Regions from separate parts of the Zea mays genome. Here region 2 is linked to region 1. The links are chromatin contacts, called in public Hi-C maps. All regions are on one chromosome and are shown on one strand. The core of a region is the stretch at or near the end of the contact, and the rest is flanking DNA. Distances in the headings are between cores, read along the strand shown. Region 1 holds the start of LOC100383412. Region 2 has its middle 11 kb from the start of LOC103631172.

Region 1 (4,589 bases), core at 784-3,283:
AAAAAACGTCTCAATGTGAAATGACAGAGAAGGGATTTGGTAGATCCATAAGCAAACTTACCTGTTGCTAACAGTAAATAGCTCCTCATTTTGATCCATTGCAACATGGTCAAGTGGACAGTACTTTGCTCCAGTTTCCTGATCATGCAGAACTGCATGCCGATGGCTGAAAGTTCCTCTTTCCACATCCTGTCCACTTAGCCTAACATGATTGCCTTCCACTATAAGTGTTGCAAAGGCCAGGGCTTCAGCAACAGCCCAATCAATTCCTTGACCACTCTCTATCATAGCTGCACGCAGCTCAAAAATCTTCTTCACTGCTCTGTGTGGTTTGAAGTTTTCAGGCAGTGTAGTAATTGCCTGACCTACACGTTTCAGTATTTCAGGCTTCACCCTGCATAAATGGCATTTCAACATCCAATAGTTGATTAGGAGACGCTAAAGTGAAATCAACAAAGACAGTGTTCTTACCCAGTGTTGCGAACACGTGATATTTGCTCTGGTGACTTAAAGCCAGTCCAGTAAGCTGAGAGCCAATCCCTCTTGTTGGGAACGTAGTCTTTGCTCTTAGCAAACTCTTCGTTCAAGATTCGGTTCACCTTGTCATGGATCCTCTGGACATCTTCTTTCATGACTTCACCCGTTCCTAGCAGTTTCTGCTCATAAAGCTTCAATGAGCTGGGATGGTTCTTAATGACCTGTCACAGATAATGCTCATCGGTCATCAGGGTTCAGCAACGCGCTAAACACATTGAGAATGGAGGGGGGAGATAGAGAGAACAAAATATGTTTTTATTTCTTTTGTTAGTTCTAAAACAACCAACTTAATTAGCTTTCCTCCAAGAAACAACAAAACAGAACAGCATAAGAAATTGGACAATGAGTTAGCAGAAATATATGCACAAGCGCAGCCAGCTTATAAAAAACAAGAATGAATTAAGAGCTGCAAATGTGTCAAGTACCAACTTATGAGAAAATGTAAAAATAACATACAAAAACAATATGAACCAGTAGTGATAGGGTTACCTGATACATTTTTGGCTGTGTGAAGGAAGGTTCATCAATTTCGTTATGCCCGAAACGGCGGTAGCAAATCAGATCAACCACCACATCGGAGTGGAAAGTCTGGCGCCACTCCGCTGCAAGCTCACAAACACAAACAACAGCCTCTAAATCGTCGCCATTTACATGGAATATAGGAGCATTCAGGGCTTTGGCAACATCTGTGCAGTACTGGGAGGACCTGCCAGCTCTTGGATCAGTCGTAAAGGCAACTTGGTTATTGACAACAATATGAATGGTTCCACCAGTAGTGTAGTTTGGGAGGGCACTTAGATGGAGTGTCTCATAGACCACACCCTGGCCAGCAAAGCTGCCATCTCCGTGGATCAGAATACCCATGTTCTTTGTCCTGTCAGCATCATTGGAGTAGAACTGCTTAGCACGCGTCTTGCCAATGACAACAGGATCAACGGCTTCCAGATGGCTGGGATTGGCAACCAAGGACAAATGGATCCTGTTGCCGCCTCGAGTTGGGCGATCATAGGAGGTACCCAGGTGGTACTTGACATCACCAGTTCCGGTGTAGAGACCATCTTCGCCTTCAACAGGCCTTGTGCCGCCAGTGAACTCGCTGAATATCTGAGACAGTGGCTTGCGAACGACATTACCAAGGACATTGAGCCTTCCCCTATGCGGCATACCGATGACAATGTTCTCAACACCGAGGTCAGCAGCCCTATCGAACATCTCCTTCATGCCAGGGATGAGCGTCTCACCACCCTCAAGGCCAAACCTCTTGGCGGTGGCCCACTTGGTGGCTAGGAAATTCTCAAACTGGGTGCTCCAGATAAGCCTGTCAAGCATGACAAGGCGGCGGTCCTTGTTATATTCCTTGGGCTTGGCAGTCTCGATCTTTTCCCTGAGCCAGTTGCACTTGTCTCTATCAGGGATGTGCATGTACTCGTAGCCGATGGGTCCACAGTATGCCTGCTGGAGCTTGTTGAGGATCTCACGGAGTGTGAGCACGGGGCGGTTCTCGGAGAGAAAACCGGACATCCTCCAGACGCCGAGGAAGAACTCCCTATCGAGGTCGGCCTCTGTGAAGCCGTAGAGGCCGAGGCGGAGATCTTCGGGGACGGCTCTGTCGTCGAGGCCCAGGGGGTCGAGCTTGGCCATCATGTGGCCGTTGACTTGGTAGGCCCTGACGAGGAGGAGGAGCTGCATGCTCTCCTGGATGGTCTGGCCGGAGACGCCGGCGGAAGGAGAGGCCTGGGCGACGAAGTTGCGGAAGAAGTTGTCCCATGACTCGTCGACGGAGGAAGGGTCAGCCTCCCAGGTCCGCTGGAGCTCCTCGAGGTAGACGCTGCTGGTACCGTCGAGGAAGCTGTCAGAGAGGCGCGAGAGCGGGACGGCCCGGGGCACGGGGGCGGCGGAGCGGGGACGCATAGCGGTGGAGTGGAAGCAGCGGCCGCATCGGGTGGCGGCGGCTGGCGGCGTGCGGGTGGCGAGGCTGCGGCGGAGGGCGAGGCGGGCGGCACCCGATGCGGCGCGGAACCACGTCATCCCTCTCCTTCTTTCCTTTCCTTGAGGGGACTAACGGCGAAAGTCGAGGACGACACCGGGTAGATCCGGCGTGGGACCGGTCGGAGCTCGAACTGCAGCGGCGGGGATGGCGACTTATGTTAGTGGAGGAGGGACCGGATCCGCGGCAAACCCTAGTTAGTAGACAAAAACTGAATGGAATACGACTTTTCATTCCATCGGTTTTTGGTTTGGTTTTGTTTGGTGAGAAAGAAGGAAAGAAAAAGTAAGATGGGAATGCAATGGACGGTCGGTCGCCTTCTCTTTCCATTTGGGTTTATTTATTTTTATGGAAAAACTACTCTTTGTTCTGACTTTTTATCCACATTTGATAGGGATGGGCCACATTAAAATAATTATCGTTGACGGAGCAGAATACATGGCTTCGATGTGACTTTAATCCAACTATGGCTACAGCTTGGATAGTATTTTATCTCTATAGATTCAACTATTTTGGCGAGTCGAACGCACTTCTAGCTTTCACATACCATTATGTTACAAGGCTCAAAAGATGGTAATACCACATCTTAGTGATGGCAATGGGTACCCGCGACCCGATACCCGATGGATATTTACTCTATTAGGTATATATATGGGCTAAATATTCTACTCGTGGGTCTGTTATTGGACAAAATCTTCACCCAATGGGTAAACGGGTATTAAAATGTTCCACCTTCACCCATACTCGTTAACCCGATGGGTATTTACTCTATTAGGGTATGTATGTGGGCTAAATATTCTACATGTGGGTCTGTTATTGGGCAAAAATCTTCACCCAATGGGTAAACGAGTATTAAAATGTTCCACCTTCACACGTACCCGTTAACCTGTGGATATAAAATACCCAATATAAACTTAGCCCAAGCATGAACTTGGACTTTAGTCATCTATCTTTTTTACTATTTAACAACATTTTAGGTCATAATGTCATAAAAGACTCAACGACAATTTAATGACCATGTAATGGAAAATATAGTGTGCTATGTAGTACTGTCCTAATGTTACTACTTTATCCAATTATCTTTGGTGTGTTGAATGGACAGTTAAATAATGCTAGAAATTTTGTAATGGTATTTAGATGGATATACTTGACATTTGTATAATATAATATTTTGATAGATGTTTAATTTTTGTGGTTACCGGTGACCATATGGGTGACCCCTACCCACATGGGTATGAGTATGGGGGTAAATACATACCCACCAGTGTATATGGGTGACCCGATAAGGTTATTTTTTGTCGTGGGTATGGGTATGGGATAGTAATACCCGGTGGGTATTTACCCATTGCCATCTCTACCACATCTTGATAGATTTTGAACACCAACTTATTTCGACGATCATCATTGGTTGTGAAACTCCGCTTTCATGATCTTAACCTTGTATATGTATTAGTCAGATAACCGTGCATTGTTATAGTTTCTATATATCATATGGATATGCTTTTTTAAATAAAACATAAAAATATGTATGTTTTGTTAGTTAGGTAGACGTTAAATATGAAATCAATAATCAAGGTTCGACCTCAGTTATGAATAATTTTACCTTGATTTGGACGCACTTGTTTGCTCCTAGGGTGGTGGTCCAGAAGAAGGACGTTGTTGGCCATCTTTGGGATATAGTTGTTAAGAAAACCCTTCCATATATCTGAAATCCTAGCTTTTATCTATAAATGAGAGGATGTCCTCAACAGAGAAGCTACCCGTAGAGATAAAGAAACACCTTCATCTATACTCTCTTGTTTCCTTGTGTATTCTGTTCTCATATTCTAATTAAGAGGTCTTAACTACAACAGTATCAAGCACGTAGCTCTATCCGAGAAGATCAAGCAAATGTATTGTATCGGTTCTCTTGCATGAACTTGTATGTGCTTATTTTATGTATTACTTTTTTATGAGTTTTTACTCTTCTTAAGAAAGAACACATTGATAAAGAAATAAAACATCCCTTATGCCTTGTTCGTTTGTATCAGATTGCACCTGGAATCGTTCCAGCTAATCAAAGTTT
Region 2 (4,589 bases), core at 1,097-3,596, 180 kb after region 1:
GTTCGGACGAGGAATTCCTATGCTCCCTTTTTGCCTAAAACTGTAGCTGGTTTTCTTAAACTAGTGGAACTTTTGAAATGCCTCGTAGTGCTACCATGTCTCGTCTCCTTGATAGATATCAATGGGGGTCAAGACCGTTGGAAAATGGGTAACACGACTTATGGGTAAAGATGTGCAACCTCTGAAGAGTGTAAAACTGGTATACCAGCTGTGCTCATGGTCAAGAGCGGATTGGACTCTCACATGAGTAATTTATGGAATTAAATTTAATATTTCATTTGCATTACATTGTGGGATTTATTATTAACTAGGATCAATTATTTAATTGGGTTGGTATTTACTTACACTTAGTAATTACTAATAAAATTTTGACCAACTTATTAAAAGCAATGTTCATCCTTAACTACCCTTGCTATAATCACATCAGGTCAAGAACAGGTACCGCAAAGATAAGAAGCATGAAGGATGCTACGATGAGTTCGAAGAGGTCTAGGTCGTCGTCTCCTAGTCGATTATAGTTGCGGAGAATCGTTGCCATCATATGATGTAATCTATTTAGTTATTTGTGTATTGTACCCCTATTATGTAATAAAGATGTGACATTGACTTCTATACCATGAGTCATCATATGTGTGAGACTTGATCTTAGCACACATTTGAGACGTATCTGGGTTTGCTCTTAAATCTGGGTGTGACACTAAACTTTATGGATTGCAATATCGCATTGTCTGTCGGTTTCTCAGTGCACACCTACTTGGTTACAGGAGGTAGTGCAGGCTATGTTGATAATCTAGTGGCTCAAGAGTTATTCGCCAAACTCGGTCTCAATTCAGGTCACTGGGGACACTATTCTTTGACTAGTAGTGTCATCCGTTACAAAGGGCGTATCTGGTTGGAAGGCAATACCTCTTTACAACACAAAGTTCTTCGGGCACTGCATGATTCAGCTCTCGAGGGGCATTCAGGGGTACCTGTGACGTATCGGCGTCTGAAGCAACGTTTTCATTGGCCTAGTATGAAAGCGGTGGTCCACTCATATGTTCAGTCATGCGCTATCTGTCAGCAGGCTAAGCCAGATCATGCTAAGTGTCATGGACTTATCCAACCACTTCATGTTCCACCTCAAGCATGGCATACAATCTCATTGGATTTCATCAAGGATTTGCCACGCTCTGGACAGGTAACTGCATCTTAGTGGTGGACGATAAGTTCTCTAAATATGGACATTTCCTACCTCTTTACACCCCTTCACATCAGCCAAGGTAGCAAAGGTGTTTTTGGACAATGTCTAGAAACTCCATGGCTTGCCTCACTTCATTGTGTCTAATCGTGATAGAATCTTCACCAGCAATTTTTGGAAGATACTCTTTCAGCTTACAGGCGCTCAACTAAATCTGTCCTCTGCCTACCAATGCTTAGAAACCTTTCTGAGATGCTTTGTGCACACATGTCCTACCAAGTAGTCGCAGTGGACTTTAGTAGCCGAGTACTGGTACAATACCAACTATCAATCAGCACTTGGCCACACTCCCTTTGAAGTACTCTATGGGTATGCACCTAGACACCTTGGTATTGCTATGGATGTTGATATCGTTGTCCCAGATTTGGTTTTGTGGTTACAAGAACGTGAAGTAATGACCAAGGTGATCAAACTCCACCTAAATCAGGCACAAGAGCGCATGAAACGGCAGGCAGACAAGCACTGATCTAACGTTCATTCTTAGTTGGCAATTCAGTCTATCTTAAACTGCAACCATACATCCAGTCAACGGTTGCTTCTCGTTCCAACTACAATCTCTCCTTCAAGTTTTTTGGTTCGTACAAAATTGCGGAGCGTGTGGGAGCATTGGCCTACCGCTTGCAATTACGTGCATCCAGCAATATCCATCCGGTGTTTCATGTGTCTCAGTTGAAACGTGTTGTGGGCCGCGATCAGGTACTGGTACCTCACCTACCACTGGCTAATCATGCTTTACAGGTTTCGCTCAAAATTCTCGAGCGCCAGATGATCACACGTGGAGGCGAACTCATATCTCAAGTGAAGATTCAATGGTCCAATATGGAAGCATTACTCTAGAAGCATCCGCACGACGCTATTCTACCATTACTCTAGAAGCATCCGCACGACGCTAACACTGTGGAAGCGCGCGGCAGCGTCGGGGGAGGAGGTCGGGGACTCGAAGGCGGTGGCCATGCCTAGGGTGGAGGATCTGGGATAGGAGGTGGATGGCAGTTGAGCCGCGCTAGCTTGATTTGAGGTGGCCCGAAGCAAATGGAAGGCAAGCGAGAGGAGAATAGTCTCTCGAAGCGCAGGCGGTGACGGTGACACGACACCATGTGAATATGAATGTATTGTACTACCTTTCCGCCTCCCGCTTTCACGAGGGGCTTTTAGCCCTTGTCACATTGGAAGCTTATATGTGCCTCTTTGGTCGGGTTGTGGCCGTAAAAAAGTTGCTATGATCTATGAGCTGTGAAAAAAAAATGGTTGCGACCTGTGAGCTATTAAAAAACTAAAAATCGTTCGGTGCAAACCACTAAAAGCCGCTAAAAGTTTTTTCATATATATTTTTACAGTTCCATCAGAAAACTATTAAAAGCAGGTACAGAGATGCTTTCAGTTTTACACTGTGAGAAAGTCGACTTTTTAGAGAAAAAAATTTGCTTTCTCGATCAAGCCCTTTGGTTGTCTTTTGGCTTTTAGGGGACAAAAAACAAAGTCAAAGGCCAAACCAAACACACCCATAATCTGCTTTCATGGGGGGCTTTTAGTCCTTATCACATTAAATGCTTATAATCTACTAGCAAAGTGTATTTACATTATTATGATTTCCATTTATGTTTAAGTATAGAATATATACAACACAAAGACAAGTGTGTTCTGTTGGGTAGGTGGGTGTGAATATAAGTTTAGAGATAACAATCATGGTTCAATTCGGTGTTTATACATAATTTTAGCTTTTACTATTTAAATATGGGGAGCACAATAAAGGTGTTTATACATAATTTTTAGCTTTTACTATTTAAATAATGGTTCAATTCAAGGAAAATGGTGTTTTAATATAGTGAAGAATTACAAAAACATTTATATAAATTAAAGACTAAAAATTACATCATCAACAACATCAACGTAGCCTTTTAGTCCCAAGCAAGTTGGGTAGGCTAGATTTGAAACCCAACAAGATGTCACCAAAAGAAGACAGAGAGGGAAAAGGGAAGGAAAAAGTTTTTGACAGCACTAAAAGGAAAAAAGGTCTAATCACGGTTCAGGCACGTGGATAGCTTCTTTCTAAGCACTTCTATCCAAACACAACTTCATTGGGATATTTCATTCCTTCAAGTCCTTTTTTATTGCCTCCTCCCATGTCAAGTTTGATCGACCTCTACCTCTCTTCACATTATTGTCCCATCTTATGATGCCTCTATGAACCGGTGCCTCTGGGTCTCCGGTGGACATGCCCAAACCATCTCAACCGGTGTTGAATAAGTTTTTCTTCAATTGGCGCTACTCCTAGCCGATCGCGTATGTCATCGTTTCTCACTCGGTCTAATCTTGTGTGCACACATATCCAACGCAGCATACGCATCTCTGCGACACTTAGTTGTTGGATATGTCGCGTCTTAGTAGGCCAACACTCAGCCCCATATAACATAGCAGGCCTAATCTCTGTCCTGTAGAACTTGCCTTTCAACATCTATGGCACTCTCTTGTCGCATAGGACTCCCAATCTTGACGCCATTTCATCTACCCCGCTTTGATTCTATAGCTAACATCTTCATCAATATCACCATATCTCTGTAGCATCGATCCCAAATATGGAAGTTGTCCTTCTTTGGTACTACCTGGCCTCCCAAACTTACATCTCCATCCTCACTAATTGTAGTCCAAAGTCACATCTCATATACTCGGTTTTGGTCCTGCTAATTCTAAATCCTTTTGACTCTAGGGTCTGACGCCATAACTCTAGCTTTCTATTTACTCCTTCCCGGCTTTCATTTACTAGAACTACATCGTCAGCAAAACACATACACCAAGGGATATCTCCTTGCATATCCCTCGTAACATCATCTATCACTAAGGCAAATAAATAAGGTCTCAAAGCTGAACCTTGATGTAGTCCTATTTTAATCGAAAAAACATTTGTATCACAACCTTATCATACATATCCTTGGTGAGCATAACATAATTTGTTAGAACTTTATGCTTATCGAATACCCACCACATGAGATTCCAAAAGACTAAAAGTTACAAAGTCTAATTAATTTTTAGTTAGTAAATATTTAATGCAACATCATATAGGCGAATTATAACTAATTAAGCCTAATATGTTCATATTATCGTTTAATTCTCGTCCATTTTATAATTATACTAAATTTAATATTTCTAACTAAATATCTAAACATATCAGACCAAATTAGAGTTTGTTTTGAAAGACTCCTTGGCCAAAGCCTTTCGCTAAAAAACAATTCTCAACGAAGAGCACCTAAAAATCGAAGCCATTTTTTATGGAGAAGCTAGAGAAAAAAAAAACTAGCTCCATTCTCCCCTACTCCTAGACTTCTAGTCTTGCCCCTCTCCTACACCCCGC

What was found. Hi-C and Micro-C count contacts between places; a contact is called where the count stands out from the background.
Region 2: a contact with region 1 is called in a Hi-C map of bundle sheath, with 5 times the contacts expected there. The contact joins the enhancer-like site here to the promoter of LOC100383412 in region 1. A contact is called at or near these places in 7 of 25 Hi-C or Micro-C datasets (bundle sheath, ear, endosperm and 2 more).

What each region holds. Positions count from the first base shown.
Region 1 is chr6:91,058,082-91,062,670 of Zm-B73-REFERENCE-NAM-5.0, forward strand. It overlaps LOC100383412, which reads right to left and starts at 2,034. Exons shown (of 8, transcript NM_001176065.1): 1 at 1,027-2,034; 2 at 472-698; 3 at 62-394. The coding sequence starts at 1,959.
Region 2 is chr6:91,233,790-91,238,378 of Zm-B73-REFERENCE-NAM-5.0, forward strand. No RefSeq gene overlaps it. Among protein-coding and RNA genes, the nearest start is that of LOC103631172, 11 kb to the right of the region's middle. Within about 2 kb of position 2,347, at least 5 of the 20 cell types and tissues checked have an H3K27ac peak or open chromatin away from gene starts, as enhancers often do. A contact at or near this core is called in bundle sheath, where this site is marked.